Linked DNA regions of Zea mays: region 1 is linked to region 2. The links are chromatin contacts, called in public Hi-C maps. All regions are on one chromosome and are shown on one strand. Each heading gives the region's core, a stretch centred on a gene start, on an enhancer-like site or on the middle of the called end of the contact. The rest is flanking DNA. Distances are from core to core; before and after follow the strand shown.

Region 1 (3,748 bases), core at 387-2,886, 74 kb before region 2:
TTGCACCAACATGCCTACCTGGTAGCAAGCGATGAGGGAGCTGGCGAAGCCAAACGCGCCCGTGACGCGGGGGGTCACCTTCTTCGGGGCCAGCTGCAGGAGCCCCACGGCCACCACGATGTCCAGGCTCGACTTGACGAGCGCCAGCAGCCGCTCGTTCGACTTGTGCAGCTTCATGCGGTACTGCTCGTTCTGGCACACGGATCACACTCAGATACACAGAGAGATGCAAATGCAAGCGCCAGGGAGGAGAGAGACGTGGGGGGAGCGGTTTCGTTTCCGTCGAGGTGTACCTTGTACAGCTCTTGGTGCTTCAGCTCCTTCTCCAGCTTCTTCATCGACGTGGACAGCCGTTGCAGCTCGGCTAGCTACACGGCTTGGAGCATGAATCAGGTGCGGAAACACGAGATAATACGGCACTCGAGACAGAGACGCACGCACGCACCTCGATGATGGCCGTGCAGGTGTTGGAGCCGAGGAAGCAGTAGAACGCTATCCTCCCGAGAAACTCCGCCCGCTCCTTGTTCTGCATCGTGTAAAACAGTAAAAGCATGGTCCGGTTAATTAGTTAGTTCATCGTCGTGGAGTAAAGCCGGCATCGGCTTCCACAAAGGTGATTTCTCTGAGAACCTTGTATATTCCTGTCCTCCCCGCCCACACGATCTGGTCCAGGAAGAGGAAAGTCGACAGCATCGCGTTCTTGGACTGCAACGCGAACGCGCGCGCAGGGGCAACAAAACCAATCAGAGAAGCCCAGAACAAAAAACCATCCTCTCAAGTTTCCCGTGCGTTCAGCGGCGCGTACCTTCCCGAGTAGGATCAGCGGGAGCGGAGTCCCCTTGGCAGGAGGGCTGATCAAAGCGTGCAGGTCGTTGACGAACTGTAAAACGAGGACAGGCTCTGAGTCCTAACGAAACCACACCATGATGCGAGAGCAAAGCAGCAGCAGCAGCAGCAGCACCTTACAGAGCCGGAACACTTTCCGGGCCAGGCTGGTGGACTTGTCGACGTTCTGCGCAGGCCCTGGCTCCCCGTTGCTGATGAACTTGGACCCGTACTGGATCGCTCGGCAGATCTTGTCCCGCGCCTCGGCCTTGTTCAGGTACAGAATCAGCAGGGCGAGGTCTCCTCGCACGGCGTCCAGAGAAGCCATAGGTACTGTATTATCTTTTCAGTAATAACTGCATAATACGGTTGCGAAGCAGCGTGTAAGTTCTCTCGATTCCATTTCCATGGGGTGCAGTTCCGCCTGCGCCACCAGACTCAACCGTCAGAGCCGGACCCAGCCCCGCGGGCGGTAGAAAAGCGGCGGCGGATGCGGGTGAGCGCCGCGCCGCGCCGCGCCGGCGGAGTCCCCGTCTGGAAACCAACCGTGGAAGACAACCAGATCGACAGCGCCGGCCGGCGGCGAGGTACACAGATCCCCTCTAACGGCACCGAATCGGACCAGCTCAGGAAGGTTTCGGGCGCAAAAAAGGATCTCTAGGTTTTGGGCGCCACGCATGAGGAATCGGGGGACAAACACTACTCTCTCGATATATATCAAATCCCCCCAATCCCCCTCCCCGGAAATTCGACCGGCCGAGAGGGGGCGCTTGGGGGAGGACGGAGGAGGAGCCAACAGAAGGTGCGTGAGAAAGAGGCACTCACCTGAGCCTCCGAATCCGACGGACGACCTCGCCGCGGCTGCTGTGGCCCTGCGGGCGACGGATCAATCAGTTTGATTGGGACAGAGATGGGCACGAGGACGAGGACACCACGCCAAGGACGTCTCTTTTTTTATTCTCTCTCCTCTTTATAAATAATGGAGGCCGTATCCTATTACTATACACCAGGCGGCAGCCTATTTTCATCAGCTTTCTTTATCTCCTTCCCATCACACTTTCTGTTTTCGACACTTTCTGTTTTTCAGCGAACAACGCTATGTACCGGCCATATGCATGTCCATTTTAAATGCCTTTTAATTTCTAAATTATCAAATATAAGGATTAAAATAGAGATAATCTCTCTTTTAACCGTGTTCTATTATTTAGATGTTATGTAATTTACAACATAAAATGGAGAGACTAAAAATTAACCCATATAAACTAAACACTCTCTAATTCTTTAGACAGCCGTGTAGTTAAACGATGATCAGAAATCACATGTTTAAAAATGCGTATATTAGATGGTTTAATTGAGGAGGCAGTCTTCTCTCTAAGGGGGTGTTTGGTTTCTAGGGACTAATGTTTAGTCCCTCCATTTTATTCCATTTTAGTCCCTAAATTACTAAATATAGAAACTAAAACTCTATTTTAGTTTCCCTATTTAACAATTTATGAACTGAAATGGAATAAAGTGGAGGGACTAAAGTTTAGTCCCTATAAACCAAACACCCCCTAAGTTACGCCCATTCTAGATGGGCCCCACTATAGATAGGGCTTCCTTGTGGGATTGTGCAACCTGAACCTGGACACCTTGTCGGTGTGGATTTGAAATTTGATTGTGTGTGCCACTGCCTTCCGTGCACAATCTGTTACGCACACCAGGCTAAAATAAAATTTTGCTAATATTTATCTTGAATATGTTATGTATTTCTTTTAAAATTGGATATTTTTCTTTATATTTTTGATAGAGTGTGCACCAGTGTACTTTTTGAGCTGGCTTCGCTCCTGGCTGCCTTGTTCAATACTGTAGAGAGAGAGAAAAAGGAGGAGAAGAAGAAAAAGCTAGCAGTAAAAAACTTGGCGGTAAAATTTGGGTTCCAAATAAACGAGGACGAGACGGGAGAGTAACGTTTCCGCACACTGTACAATGGCGTCACAAGCGATTTGTTTGCTTCTCGCGGCGACCTTGCGAGCTCCGATGGAACGGATACCGTCTCTCATTTCCCTACCTCATCTGCTGCTGGCGGGGGCCCTCCCGAAACGGAACGGAAACGGCCGCCTTGTTTTGTTTCTCTACCGGGCACCGCCCGCCTCGATCGGTTCACGTTCAACTTGTATCTACGCATCTAGTTCAGCATTTTTTTACAGTTGTGTTTGTACCCCTGCTTTATGACTTAACTGTATATTTACCTTCACATTTTTACACTTTGTATCAATGCCACTGATAAGTTGACATGTGTCCTTAGAATGGATTAGGGCTACATATCAAACCAGCTCGGCTCGTCTCGTCTCGTCAAGCTAACCAGCCACAGAGTCAGCTCGGCTCGTTTACGAGCTTGAGCTGACTCGTTTACCTCGCGAGCCGGAGCAGAAAAAAAATCAATGTATATATAATAATCATTTTTTAGTTAATTCCAAACTAATTTAATAATATAAAATAGTAATTATAGTAATAGTTTTATGGACCACATCAATGTAACATCAAATTAATACAACTCATCAATTCACAATTCACATACATATTCATCAGTTTAACCCACAGTTATATTCGTATAGACCAATTTAACACAACACATACATATAACATGTTCACCAATTATTACGTAAATGATACATATATAGTTTCGTTTTGCTGAAATGTGATATCTCATTTAGCTCGTGAGCTGGCTCATTAACGAACCAAGCTAGGATGTCAGCCCAGCTCGTGAAAAATTTCAAACGAGCCAAACCAAGCTTACAATGAATCGAGCGAGCCGACGAGTTACGAACATTTCGTCCAGCCCTAGAATAGATGGGGTTAGTTTAGCTAATTTTAGAAAAATAGAAAATAATCATATAAAGAGATGCCCTTGCATTAAATGACCACTCTCTTCAACATTCAC
Region 2 (4,274 bases), core at 1,631-4,130:
TTAGAACATTTGGTTTTAACTTAATCCAAAAATAAAGCATGGAAATGGCGACAAATGTGTACAGAAAAAGCGAGCGGATCTAAATATGTTTATCATACTAATTAAGATTAAATTTTGATATAGCAGAACTATGTCTATACAAATTAGACAAAATAGTATGAAAGTGTAACACCCTATTTTTTCAAACCAATAAAATTTCCAAGATTTAGTTTAATTTATTAAGATTTGAATGGTTTAGAATCACAAATTGTAGGTTTAAGTACTTTATTTTAGTATAAATCTATTAAAACAAAATATAAGGTTGAACTTGCTTTGTTGCATTCATGCTGTTGTATAGTGTTAGGTACCTGAGAACATGGTACCCAAAGAAGGCTCAAAGGCCACCAAAAGACGACCCACTAATCAACCGACCCACATGCCAAGCAGCTCAGCGTGAAGGTCTAAAAGGACTCCAGGTGACGGCTCACTAGAGCCGACCGACCCGCCCGTCGTACAAATACCGTCGAGCATCCCAGCGAGGCGGGGCTACCGACCAAACTGCCCGCCGAGCAACCCAGCGAGGCAGGGTTGCCGAGCAACCCAACAAGACAACAGTCGGCTCTCGGACGAACACCTCTACTAAAAGGAAGAGTCAACCTAGTACCATCGAGCTACGTCGGCACGATGGGACATCACCAAGCCATGCCCAGACCAGGGAAGTGGTACCGAAGGGTCTCTATCAAGCATGATGCTAGATACGTGTCCCCACTGACCAATGGGACTAGCTAATTCCAGCCATAGGGACCTTAGCACAAGGGTCTCTATAGTGACCCATACGCCGGAAGGGACAGGGCAATATGTTGTACCAGGCGTACGTCTACGCATGATAAAAGGTGACACAAAGGGGATTATGAAAGATGAAGTTGTACTGGAGACATCCCTAAAACCACGCCCTGTGTTGACTTGACAGGACCCACCAAACACCGCCACGTCTAAAGGCGGACGAGACACGACACCATCCTAGGGGTACGACGGCGCACTACCCAGCAGACGACTCCACAGGGGCTATGCGGCCCAGAAGCACGACCCAACGGATGACACCATAAGGGCTATAAGGCCTAGAAGCAGGAGGTCGAACTCCACCCCAGTAGAATAGTAGTCCTCATTGTAACACGCTCTAAGCAATACTACTGTCAGCACTACACTAGACTAGGGCTCCGACCTGAACCAGTATAACTTGTTCGTCCTAGATCCACCTTCGAGCCTGTGTAGCTCACCATTCGAAGTGAGTCCGCGCTAACACCCATGCCAAACACAAATCTTATTGTCCCCAATTCCAGAAACAACGACACATAATGTTTCTAAGTGCAAAACATGTTTGAAACATGATAACAAACCTAGTAGAAGTCCTTGATAATTTTTCATATTTTGCTGACTACTTTTCCTACTTTTTAAAAGCAAAAATCTATTTATAATAGTCAGTTAAAACATTTTTATAACCTCAAAGTATTTTATTTGTGTTCGTTGGGTGCCAAAATGTTTCTAGGTTTTTTCCTCAATTTTTCGAGCCACTTGAACATTTTTCAGTATTAAGAATGATTTTTTGTAGTTTTCGAAAATAGAAAAACTTTAAAATCGAATTTATCCATTTTTTTGATAAATACAATTCATCCCTACAAATACATGTCTGGCTTCCCCTCATCCTAGAACATAAAATGGTTTATCTCGATTCCATCTACAATCCTACAATAGCTCGTTGAAGTTCGAGTTTCTTCCTAACTCTAGCGATAACTCCAACGAAAAATTTCTATCCGTCCATTTATTTTTCGGAGCAACCTAGAATATCACCGTGACCGGCTCGGCGAGAGTTTCATCACGACACTTCCGGTTCGTCGATCGGATCTCCTATTCATCGTCAATCTGCGAAAAAGTTGAGATGTCCAACAACAACGTGAGATCGAAGGGCTTGGTTGGAAGGTAAGTTGGTGATAGGTTATGTGTCTTTCCCGCATCATAGGCTTGATGCTTTCTGCCTGATAGATTACCACCACCACAGGCTCTTTTATATGCAAGACTGTTATGCAACACGAATTTAACAGTAGTACAATCCTGATAAGTGATAACAGTTGGATCATGCCTTTGTAAACAAACATTTTCACCTTTAACAAACCGATGTAACCAATCAGATCACGTCATGTCACCTATTTCTATACAGTCCTAATAATGTATTAAAATTACGATATATTTTAGGTCAAATAATCATACCACATGTTATAAACAAAAAATTAATTAAAGATTTGTTTAATTAAATGTTAATTAGCTAGACAATCTAGTTAATCGAATTTATAGTTCTAACCTACGCTCTTTATAAATAATGGTTAAAGTGATTATTATCAATTTAAATATTTTAATTTAATATCTGCTTGGTTTAATTGTAATATATGTTAGATCATATTTATTAGATTTATTACACCTAAAATTTTGTTTTATTCATAAATTTTTCATTTTAACTTCGAATTTAGTGGTTTTAGAACCTACGATCTCGTAACGACGTGTATAATATTATTGTGTGGTTTGTTTCCATGTTTTGTATAATGTCATTTGTATCTATTATTTATTTATTTGTATATATTGGTACGGGTAAAAGTGAGGTCACGAAGAATTTGAAGTCCAAACTTTGAAGAGTATCTAAAATCGCAAGTAAAAGTCAAGTGTATACAATAAAAAAAATTAACCACGTATATACATCTCAAACAAGATCCGCTCATTTAAGGCCTTACAGAATACAGACGTACCATCTATAATTTTCTTCCGTGTGCGGGCGTTGCGTTGGTTAGCAGGCCCCCATATTGTCAGAGCATACGTACGCCATATTGTCAGCATACGTACGCTCGGGCGCTTGGGCATGGGCTCGGTCGTTGTGTTGTGCTGTGTCTGATGATGGAGATTGGGATAGGGATCCGCGTGTTGGCGCCAATGCTGCTGTTTGACAGGCCCATCTCAAGTAAAAGTGTTGTTTGCGTCAGCTCGGCTTGTTATACTAACGAGCTAAATATCTTGTCCGGTTCAACTTGTTAGGGAGCTCGAGCCACACAACTAAAATACAAATATCTATATACATAAATTTATATAACAAAAAAATCATATTGTAAGTGTTTAACACTAAAAACCCAAAACCTTTATAATATTATTATTATATTATCGTTCTAGCTTCTAACTTTCAATATTAAATTGAATAACCAAATATGTATTAACTTACTGAAAGGGAAATGTGCACTTGGGCCATTTCTATAAGATTTTGGTGATTAAGTGCCCAACACACATTAAGGGAATGAGTATATGCCAAAGGGTGGACAAAGTGCAAATCAATACAAAGGTATGATTCTAGACTTAGTACATTGGTTTTTGTGTACTAACATATTTGTCTAAGTGCTAGAATCAGAGAAAAAACAATTGGAAAACACTTGGCTCGAGCAGCCAAGACTCTGCTCAGTCTGGGTGCACCGGACAGTGTCTGGTGCGCCAGGCTGGCTCTGGTGAAAAGGCCGCTCTCGGGAATTCGTCGGGGGCGTACGGCTAAAATTCACCGGACTGTCCGGTGAGACAACGGTCGACCGCGCCAATGGTCGGTCGCGCAATCCGCGCGTGACGCGTGGCCGAGCCAACGGTCAGAAGGGGGCACCGGACTGTCCGGTGCGCCAACGGCTCCAAAACTTCAACGTTCGGCTGCGCCAGAATAGGAAAGAAATCCACACCGGACAGTGAACAGTGCCTGTCCGGTGGTGCACCGGACTGTCCGGTGCGCCAGTCGACAGAAGGCAAGAATTGCCTTCCTGGAATGCTCTCAACGGCTCCTAGCTGCCTTGGGGCTGTAAAAGGGACCCCTACGCGCATGGAGGAAGACACCAAACACACTTTGAGCATTCTTGATCATTCACACTTCGTCTTTGCGCACTCGTTTGACATTCTTAGTGATTTGAGCTCTGTTCTAGTGAGATTCCTCGCAAACGGGATATAGTGAAAGGAAAAGAAACATCATGGTATTCAAGTTGATCATTGGATCACTTGAAAGGAGTTGAGCGCAACTCTCGTCCATTGGGACGCCACAACGTGGACTAGGAAAGTGTTGTACTTGGCTGAACCACGGGATAAACCATTGTGCCTCTCTGTGTTGATATCTTTGTGGTTATTGTGTTTTGCAAGAACTCCTCTCTAGCCACTTGGCTTTATTGCTCTAACACTTAATCAAGTTTGTGGCATTAAGTTTTAAGTTTTTACAGGATCACCTATTCACC

Evidence for each region. A called contact is a pair of places that touch in the nucleus more often than the background predicts.
Region 1: a contact with region 2 is called in a Hi-C map of ear, with 2.1 times the contacts expected there. The contact joins the promoter of LOC100192700 here to the enhancer-like site in region 2. A contact is called at or near these places in 3 of 25 Hi-C or Micro-C datasets (ear and leaf).

The regions. Positions count from the first base shown.
Region 1 is chr6:71,844,441-71,848,188 of Zm-B73-REFERENCE-NAM-5.0, reverse strand. It overlaps LOC100192700 (peroxisomal membrane protein PEX11-1), which reads right to left and starts at 1,636. Exons shown (of 7, transcript NM_001137903.1): 1 at 962-1,636; 2 at 806-880; 3 at 631-705; 4 at 446-526; 5 at 294-368; 6 at 19-192. The coding sequence starts at 1,153.
Region 2 is chr6:71,771,342-71,775,615 of Zm-B73-REFERENCE-NAM-5.0, reverse strand. No RefSeq gene overlaps it. Among protein-coding and RNA genes, the nearest start is that of LOC109940432, 13 kb to the right of the region's middle. Within about 2 kb of position 2,880, at least 14 of the 20 cell types and tissues checked have an H3K27ac peak or open chromatin away from gene starts, as enhancers often do. A contact at or near this core is called in ear and leaf, where this site is marked.